Regions from separate parts of the Mus musculus genome. Here regions 1 and 3 are each linked to region 2. A link is a contact called in public HiChIP or PLAC-seq and Micro-C data. All regions are on one chromosome and are shown on one strand. The core of a region is the stretch at or near the end of the contact, and the rest is flanking DNA. Distances in the headings are between cores, read along the strand shown.

The links. HiChIP or PLAC-seq counts read pairs in DNA pulled down with a chosen protein or histone mark. Hi-C and Micro-C count contacts between places; a contact is called where the count stands out from the background.
Region 1: a CTCF HiChIP or PLAC-seq map of the NIH/3T3 cell line shows a contact between it and region 2, with 6 read pairs. The contact joins the promoter of Nus1 here to the promoter of Cep85l in region 2. A contact is called at or near these places in 3 of 39 promoter capture datasets (the C10 cell line, hippocampal neurons and liver), 1 of 15 datasets of contacts at CTCF or cohesin (the NIH/3T3 cell line) and 4 of 115 datasets of contacts at active chromatin or transcription factors (astrocytes, embryonic stem cells, forebrain and 1 more).
Region 3: a Micro-C map of embryonic stem cells shows a contact between it and region 2, with 11 times the contacts expected there. The contact joins the promoter of Man1a here to the promoter of Cep85l in region 2. A contact is called at or near these places in 3 of 39 promoter capture datasets (liver and pre-B cells), 3 of 484 Hi-C or Micro-C datasets (embryonic stem cells, pre-B cells and regulatory T cells) and 1 of 115 datasets of contacts at active chromatin or transcription factors (bone marrow-derived macrophages).

The regions. Positions count from the first base shown.
Region 1 is chr10:52,416,096-52,418,888 of GRCm38.p6, forward strand. Nus1 (NUS1 dehydrodolichyl diphosphate synthase subunit) reads left to right here and starts at 1,452. Exons shown (of 5, transcript NM_030250.2): 1 at 1,452-2,073. The coding sequence starts at 1,647.
Region 2 is chr10:53,378,569-53,381,268 of GRCm38.p6, forward strand. It overlaps Cep85l (centrosomal protein 85-like), which reads right to left and starts at 1,315. Exons shown (of 13, transcript NM_001204983.2): 1 at 941-1,315. The coding sequence starts at 1,013. It overlaps Gm46225 (a long non-coding RNA gene), which reads right to left. Exons shown (of 3, transcript XR_001779770.2): 3 at 2,018-2,156.
Region 3 is chr10:54,074,344-54,077,043 of GRCm38.p6, forward strand. Man1a (mannosidase 1, alpha) reads right to left here and starts at 1,394. Exons shown (of 13, transcript NM_008548.5): 1 at 1,183-1,394; 2 at 73-927. The coding sequence starts at 681. It overlaps Gm16998 (predicted gene, 16998), which reads left to right and starts at 1,579. Exons shown (of 3, transcript NR_038016.1): 1 at 1,579-2,510.

The DNA.
Region 1 (2,793 bases), core at 202-2,701, 960 kb before region 2:
TATGCCTGGAACCTTCTAGCCTCCATACAATCTAATCTTCTGAGCTGACTGATTCAATCTGGCTTCTTACTGAATTGCTCTGACTGGCTTCATACTAACTTTGGCAATATGTTCTAATATGTTCTGACTCTCATTCTCTGACTCATTCTGTCTTCACTTGTATCTAGTTTGTTCCCTCTGTAACCTATCTCAGTAAAACTGTTTTTGTAAAACTGCCATACACATATACTACCCACCTCCCCACTCCACCTCTCTCTCTCTCTCTCTCTCTCTCTCTCTCTCTCTCTCTCTCCTCCCTCCCATAACTAGCATCTGTTTCCTGTCTGTTTTTCTGTGAGTTGGACGTATCCTATCTCTCACTCAATTTTTTTCCTGATTCATAACTTTGCCCTTCAATTAAACATCAATTTCAAACATGGATGCTTCCTTCAACAAACTAGCCTTATCTTCATTGTCAGGGATTACAGGTATGTGCTAAGGGAGTGTGTGTATTCCAGCCAGATCATACTGTAATCCAGTGTGGATCATGGCCAGATCATATCTTTGGCTACGGTTATTGAGAGGAGCCATGTTGCCCAATTAAAATTCCTCCACAGGCATTTCCTGCCAAAGGCAACAAAACTTGCAGATGGACATGAGACTCACGTTTTAAACTAAAGCAAAGCAATTCTTACAGAAATGAGACCAATTAAAACAGGTGACAATGGCCAAAACATTAAGGCCTGTAGACATTTCCTAATGGGAAAAGGGGCTATACAGTAAAAAATATGTCTGTATTACACAGATCCAACTGTATCTGGGCACTGATTCTCTTCTCAGAGTGGCCACATTGAATCAGTTTCGCTTTTCTGTATTTACCTTCTATTGTGTCATTGGTCTATGAAGGACAGGTGGCAGAGCTTGATTTGTTAGGGACCCTAACAGTGTCAGACCCTAACAGTCTGTTTCCAGGTCCTATGCTGTAGGACTTCATTCCCATTCTGGGACGTTCTATTCTCGTCGGAAGATTGGACAAAGAACTGTGATGAGACCTCTCCAAGAACACTTGAGCCTTTGGGGACAAGAACACTTCTGTTTGGGGACCGTGGTCGATTTCCAGCATCTACACTTGCTGATGCGGTGGTGGATTCTCTCTGTGTAACTTCCAGTTCATTTAGATTGCTTTTAACTCCTTGGGAATCGTTTCTGTCATGGCCGTGAGGGGGAGATAGGCAACAAATCTCAAGCTGCAGATCCTCCCCTCAGTCTGAGGAACAGCCCAATCATTCCATAGGAGAAAGGCTAGAGGCGTTGGCGCGTCGCCCTCCTCATCCCCAGGGGGCGCCAGCGGCCCGGAGCCAGCCTCATTCTCAAGCGCACGCTCTCTTTAGCAGTGCGGTGGCGGCTCCAGCCACGACTCCCGGTCGCGTCGGAGTTCCCCGGCAGCCAATCAGAACTCTCCATGTACTAACGGGGGCGGGGCTGCGGAGGGCGGAGGAAGATGGCGGCGGGGGCTAGGTGAGGTGTTGGCAGTGGCGAGGGGCTCGGGCGCGGGGGGTGGGGGGACGCGGAGCGATGGCCCGCGCCGGCCGCTGGGGCGGATAAGACCCTGTCGCGCCGCGGGTGTGGGCCGGAGGGAGGTGACGGTGCCCGAGCGCCACAGGAGTATGACGGGGCTGTACGAGCTGGTGTGGCGGGTGCTGCACGCGCTGCTCTGCCTGCACCTCACGCTCACCTCCTGGCTCCGCGTTCGCTTCGGCACCTGGAACTGGATCTGGCGGCGCTGCTGTCGCGCCGCCTCCGCCGCGGTCCTAGCGCCGCTCGGCTTCACGCTCCGCAAGCCCCGGGCCGTCGGCAGGAACCGGCGTCATCACCGGCACCCGCACGGGGGACCGGGACCGGGACCGGGACCGGCCGCCACCCATCCTCGGCTGCGCTGGCGCGCGGACGTCCGGTCCCTGCAGAAGCTGCCGGTGCACATGGGCCTGTTGGTCACGGAGGAAGTGCAGGAGCCCAGCTTCTCAGACATCGCCAGCCTCGTGGTGTGGTGTATGGCCGTGGGGATCTCCTACATTAGCGTCTACGACCACCAAGGTGAGGCCGGGTGGGAGGTGGGGTGACCGAGGCACTTCCGAGTCTGAGGACTACGTTTCTAGCTAGTTTGTTCCCGGTCGTCCTGCGAGGCCGCCGCCCTCTCCAGGCCCTGCGAGTTTCGGTAGCCCTTGGCCCTTACACTGTGCTGGTGCTTTCGAGGAAGGGAGATCAGTCTTATTGAACGTTGACGTTGACAAAGTCTTTAGATTTGGTTAGTGTTTGTAACATGTAAAAGATATTTAATGTAGTCCGTTAAGGGAGGTGGTTTTCTCTGGCTTTGTTTCACGAAAGAGGGAGCTGACGTTCAGAACATTAACTGATTTGCCCAAGGTCATAAAAGTAACGGGGAGTTAACCAGTCTGTGCGCTCTTCAAAGTGTCTCTTCAAGGGGGTTCAATGAACTCATCTTAAGGGCGACCAAGCAGTGGCGGCTTTATACGTGAGCTGCATTGTAGGATTTCCAAATGAGCTCTCTTGGAGTTAGGTGGCATTTGAATGGGGTTTCTGAAAAGTGTGTGAGAGTTTTGATAGGCCTGGAAAAAGGCCTGAAATCACGTGTTGCCATTTCACCTTAGAGGCCAGTACAGTACTAGATACACTTGTGTTCCTTCAAGTAATCAAGGCAGTGGATTTCACCACGGGTTTGTTAAGGACAGAACTCAACACTTACTGCATGACAAGCCTAAAGCGTTAGTTATAATGGCAAATATATTTCTTGGA
Region 2 (2,700 bases), core at 65-2,564:
ATCACAACATGAGGAACTTTTAAAGTTCGCAGCATTAGGGAGGTTGAGAACTACTGATAGTTTAGAATTTAAACTGTCACAGAATTTCATTGTTCAAAATTTCAGTAGCAATGTGCCTGCATGGTATCTTCAAAAAGGCAGAGAATACCACAAAAGGACTCCTACAAAATGCTTCTTTTCGAACAGTTTTGCAAAAGGTACACAACTGCCTCTAAGTTACACAAGTCAAGTTCTAACACTTTGTAGAACAGGGTTACCACCCATGGGTCCCCAAAATACCTAAATTTTTAGGAGAAATTCTGCGTACAAATAAGTAGCCCTTTTCTCTTGGGGGGTGGGGGGGAGAAGGAAAAAAATTTATGTATCTTTCAGCTTTTCAAAGGGGTTCATGATTCAGTTCAGATTAAAGAGCCCTTTAGACTGTCATCATTAGATAACTTGTCATGGTCAAGCCAACTCTTCTTGTTCTATTCCACGTTAGGGGAAGATTTATAATTCAGTGGCTCCTACACAACTTCTGGGTGATGCAGGCATGAAATGGTTGTCTGATTCTAACAGTCCCTACAACCACCACCGCAAAGCTGCAACCCCCCAGTTTCCCTGAGCCCCGTTTCGAAGGCGGCTGGGCTCTGATGGGACCCAGGAGAGCCCTGGCAGCCATGCGACCTGCTTTCTAAGAGCTGCCGCCCCCTCGGGGGTCTCAATCGGCGACCAAGTCCTCAGCAGCTTCTCTGGAGCAGTGGCTGCGGGCGACACTGCAGCGACCTTCCCGCCCGCGTCCCGCGTGGGGCAGCCACGCACACCACACGAGGGACAACAAAGCCCGGCCGAGCGGCCCAGAAGAGCCGAGTTGTCACCCCGCGGGGGTCGCAGGCCTTAGGGCGCGGACTCCGGAGAAGCCCTGGCGGCCGTCACCCCACCCGCCCGCAGTCCTCCTTACCCGCAGGGAAGCTGCGGGCCCCGCTGGGGCTGTCCCGGCCGCCAGCCTCCGGGGCCAGGAAACGGCCCCACATAGCGGGCGAGCGGGCGAGCCTGGAGCTCGGGGCCCGCGGTCGCCTCGGCTTCTGGGCGGAAACTTGAGCGGAGCCTGGGCCTCGGCAGCGCGGACCGGACCCGGGCGGGGGGCTTAACGGCTGTTCAGCGACGGCCCCGGAGCGCGGCGGCTGCCATGGCCCAGCCGGCTGCGCTGAGGCCCGGGCCGGGGAAGCTAGTAGCTCCCCGGTGACGGCGGCGCGATCGCAGGCTCCGGGGCTCAAAGCGAATCTGCAGCTGCGGCTTCTCTCAGCCCCCTCCGCCCGGCAGAACCTTAGGCAGCGGGCCGGGCCAGGACAGGCGGGGCCTGGATGGGGCTGGGGGCGGGGCCCAGAGGGCGGGGCCTCAAGGCGGGGCCTGGGACTCTTGGCGAACCAAAAACCTATTGCTAACAGCATGCGGGTGATCATCCTGAAGCCGCTCCCTACTTCTCCATCCTGTTACCTTCAAGCTGAGAGAGGGTCCATAATTTAATCCCAAACCCTGTCTTCCTATACGTGCTTTCTAGGGGCACAGTTGTTATAAAAGGTGCGAGTTGTCCCTGCAACCGCTTCAAGGGGCTGTGGGGCTAGCCATCTGACTCAGAATGGAGATCAGAATTAAAATTGTTGTCATGCGTTCCACAAGCACCGGTTATGGATCACGGTGGGAATAGAAAAGAGGACATCCCTGCCTCCCACATCTGCTCCACTTTATTTCCCACCCTTCCTAGGAACAGACATCCTGAGAAAAGACAAAGGAATACAGCATCCTCTTGCAATTACTCTTGTTGGCAATATAATCATTTGAATATTTAGATACAAACTAAACACTGTCAACCACTGTACAAGGAGGCAGTCTCAGCATGCCAATCAGAAGTAACCCAGACGATAAGTTCCTTAGGCTTTGAGTCCAGTGATGTTTTTCCTAATGTGGAAACTGCTAACAAAAGCTTAATATTGATGTATCCTCAAGTAAAATACTACTTAAAGCTTGTGAGGCTTACATTTAAAAATGTGTGCTATAACTCACCACATTTGCTGAAATGTACCAAACCGTGGTTATACATCTAGTCTCCTTCCTGTAGATCTGCAGATATTTCTCCAAATCTTCAGATGTTGGTCAACCGTCAAATGATTCTGATGCTAGAAGGTGACAGAAATATGAAAATATAACGAGATGGCTCTTTATCTGATCTAAAATGTATCTAATTATTTATTGACAGTTGAAAAGGATGGGGAAAAAAACATTAACAGTTCCACAAAGAAAAATATCGAAAGTAAAAATACTATATCTACAAATACATCTTTTCATAATTTGTAGTTTAACAAAAAGCCCAAATTCGCTGGAAACTTGATGTGTAACCCAGGCTGCCCTCAAACTCCTGGTTCTCCTGCTTTAGCCTCCTCTGTGCTTTCTAGAAAGAAAGAAAAAGGAGAAAGAAAGAAAGAAAGAAAGAAAGAAAGAAAGAAAGAAAGAAAGAAAGAAAGAAAGAGAGAGAGAGAGAGAGAGAGAGGAAGGAAGGAAGGAAGGAAGGAAGGAAGGAAGGAAGGAAGGAAGGAAGAAAGAAAGAAAGGGAGGGAGGGAGTAAGAAGGAAAGAAAGGTTCCGGTCGCTTAGAGATTCTTAAACATTTAAAACTCACAACCTCATAACCCCTTTTGTCCAAGAAACTTTTATACAACACTGG
Region 3 (2,700 bases), core at 144-2,643, 700 kb after region 2:
TAAGTTCCAATCGTTTATCAAACCTCCCAGAAAACAGCAGCGTGAGTGGGATTTCAGGCAGGCTTTACTCACCTCTTTGATCTTTGCCCTCTTCTCACGGATGGTGGCGTCAGCGGGCTCCCGGTTCTCTACCCCGACGGGGGGCAGGAAGTCCACCTTGGGCAAGCCCCTAAACAGATCCTTGTCACGCAGCTGGTCCTGGGCCACCTTTTCCTTCTCCAGCAGAATGTCTCTTTGGATCTCCTCCGGCAGCTTCTGCAGGGTCTCCTTGGCTTCCCTGAGAGCCCGCTCGTGGTTTTCGCGGATCCTGGCTAAGTTGTCTTCCAGTCCAGCTCCAGGGTCCCCAGGCGCGCCTTCCTCGCGGTGCCGGACTCTCCCCTCGGCGGCATCCTCCGCACGCGCCCCGAGCCCGGGCTTGTGCTCCGCCGGCGGCTGCAAGGCAGGGTTGGAGTGGAACAGGACCCCGCTGAGCAGCTTGGAGGAGTCAGGCAGGAAGAAGATTGCCCCGAAGCAGAGCGTGATGAAGGCGCTGAACACCAGCAGCAGCACGAACTTCTCGGTGAGGCGGAAGGCAGCGGGGCCAGACCCCTTCCTCCCGCCGCCAAGCCCCCCGCCCAGGCCACTGCCCAGGCCGCCGCCCCCAGGGCTACTGAAGAGCGGCAACAGGCCCCCCACGGGCATCGCTCCGGAGGTTGTAGCCGCCGGCTGACAGTCTGTCCAGGGGCCCGGCGCCGAGCCGCTCAGCAGCCAAACTTCGCTGCCGCCGGCTGTCAGCGGCTGCGGGGCCGGCTCTTGCGCATCCAGGCCGCCCAGAGCGCGTGTCTGGGCTGCGGGTCTCCCCGCTTGAAGCGGCTCCCCTCCGGCGATCCTCGCCGGGGCGGCTCCTTTGGCAAACAGGCACGCGCGGCAAACCGCTGGCTGCAGCCCCTGTTGGGGGGAGAGGAGACAGTAAAAGCGCAGTGGTTAGGAAGGTGCTGAGAAAGTTTCCAGTGGGGTCTCCGCCCTCCCCTGGACCCGGGATCCGCAGGACCGTATCCCGGCAGGCAACCCCGGGGTCCAGCCGCGGGCACCACCCTCAGAGCCCACTTTGGACTTGGGGTGAAGTTTTCCAGCCGCGGAGGCAGGGTGTCCCGCGACATCTGGGTCAGCACAGCGGGCACCTCGGTGGCAAGGGCGGCGCACCTCTGGGCAGCAAGGGCGCCGCGTGCGTAGGGGGTTCGTCAACTTCTCCAGCTGCCCATCTCCGAGCGCTTCCCGGCGGGTGGTAGCACGCGTACAGCCGGGTGGCTCTGAGGCCCCGGGACACGGCTCAGGTGAGCGAGCGCACCGACCTGCCGGCGTGAGCCAGCGAACCAGGCACCGTACTGCCCTCCGTCGCGGCCCCGCCGTGCACTAATAGCACTGCCGGTCTCCCGAGCGGTCGGAAACGAGGGCGGTGACGCGTCCGGAGAGTGACAGCGCGTCCGGGCCAATCTTACGCCTCCCAGGGTCCCGCGGGGGTGGAGCCGAGGCGGGGAGGGGGCCGCACGGGGCGGGGAGTTTACGGGAAGCGCTGCCTCTCCGGGACCCGGCAGAGGCGGGGAGGTCGCGGCTCCCCTGGGCTCCCGAGGACTGGAACTGCGCCCGGGAGCCGTGTTAAGACTCGCCCGGAGGACCAGAGCCGGAGTTGGTCCGAGCTTATTCCGCCCAAAACCTATTCAAGCCGAAGCCCCAAAGGTAGTGGATCCCCGAGTGACCACTACTAATATGGTAGCGACAGCTTGCCCCAGTACTCGAAATTGGCGATCCCGAAGAGCATGCAGGGGATTGCGGGGGCAAGCCGTGGTTTTGAAGTGGTTTTGAAGGCTTTTCTCCAGCCACCCCTTATTACCCAAGACAGGGATTCCCCGGTGCCCAATAACTCTCAAATCCAAAGTCTCCAGGCTCCTCCACAAAGCTTTTGAGCTCTCTACTCTACCTCGTTAAGAGCCTTTTACATCCTAGGCGACTTGGGGTTTGGGGACTGCTTGGGGCTCTAAGTATACACCCTCTTCCCCTTACAATAAACAACAACAACAACAAAAGTTGTATGACTCCCCCACACTCCCCCACACCCCCCCCACTTTCGAAATTCATTTACCTCATCGCAGTTGGTCAAATTTTCCATTCAAAGAAGACAGTTTTATGCTGCCAGAGCTCCAAGCAATAAATTGAACCCTGTTGAAATTAAGTCTTGGATGCGACAACTCCCAGCGAAGGCAAGACTTGGTCCAACAGAGATTGTTTTCAACACAGCCTTGCAGTATTCAGTCTCATGGAATGTCATGGAAACTGGCTCCACCTCCCATGACATCCATTGGAATGCCCTGCTGATATTGCATAGATCTACATTTTGACCTGGCTGGGAACCCCCTGCCTCAGGGTGAAGAGACAAGAAAACATTTCCCAAACTGTGTTATGAATCCCCTGTTGCTCCACAAAGAAACAGTTACCAGAGGGAAATTTGACTGACTTCCCACTCCTGAAAGCTGGTTTGTAGCAGCTCTGTTTACCCTCAACCTTCTCCGGAAACATGATTTTAAAGTGTGCCCTTTACTTGTCTTAAACCAGAGGAAAACAGCTGGCAACTTCCAGGAGAGTGCCCACAGCACAGTTGTTTCCAGGTGTTGTGCTGTGTGCATAAAGTAAAAAAGCCAAGGCAGAAATCCTAAGGTCGTTTTC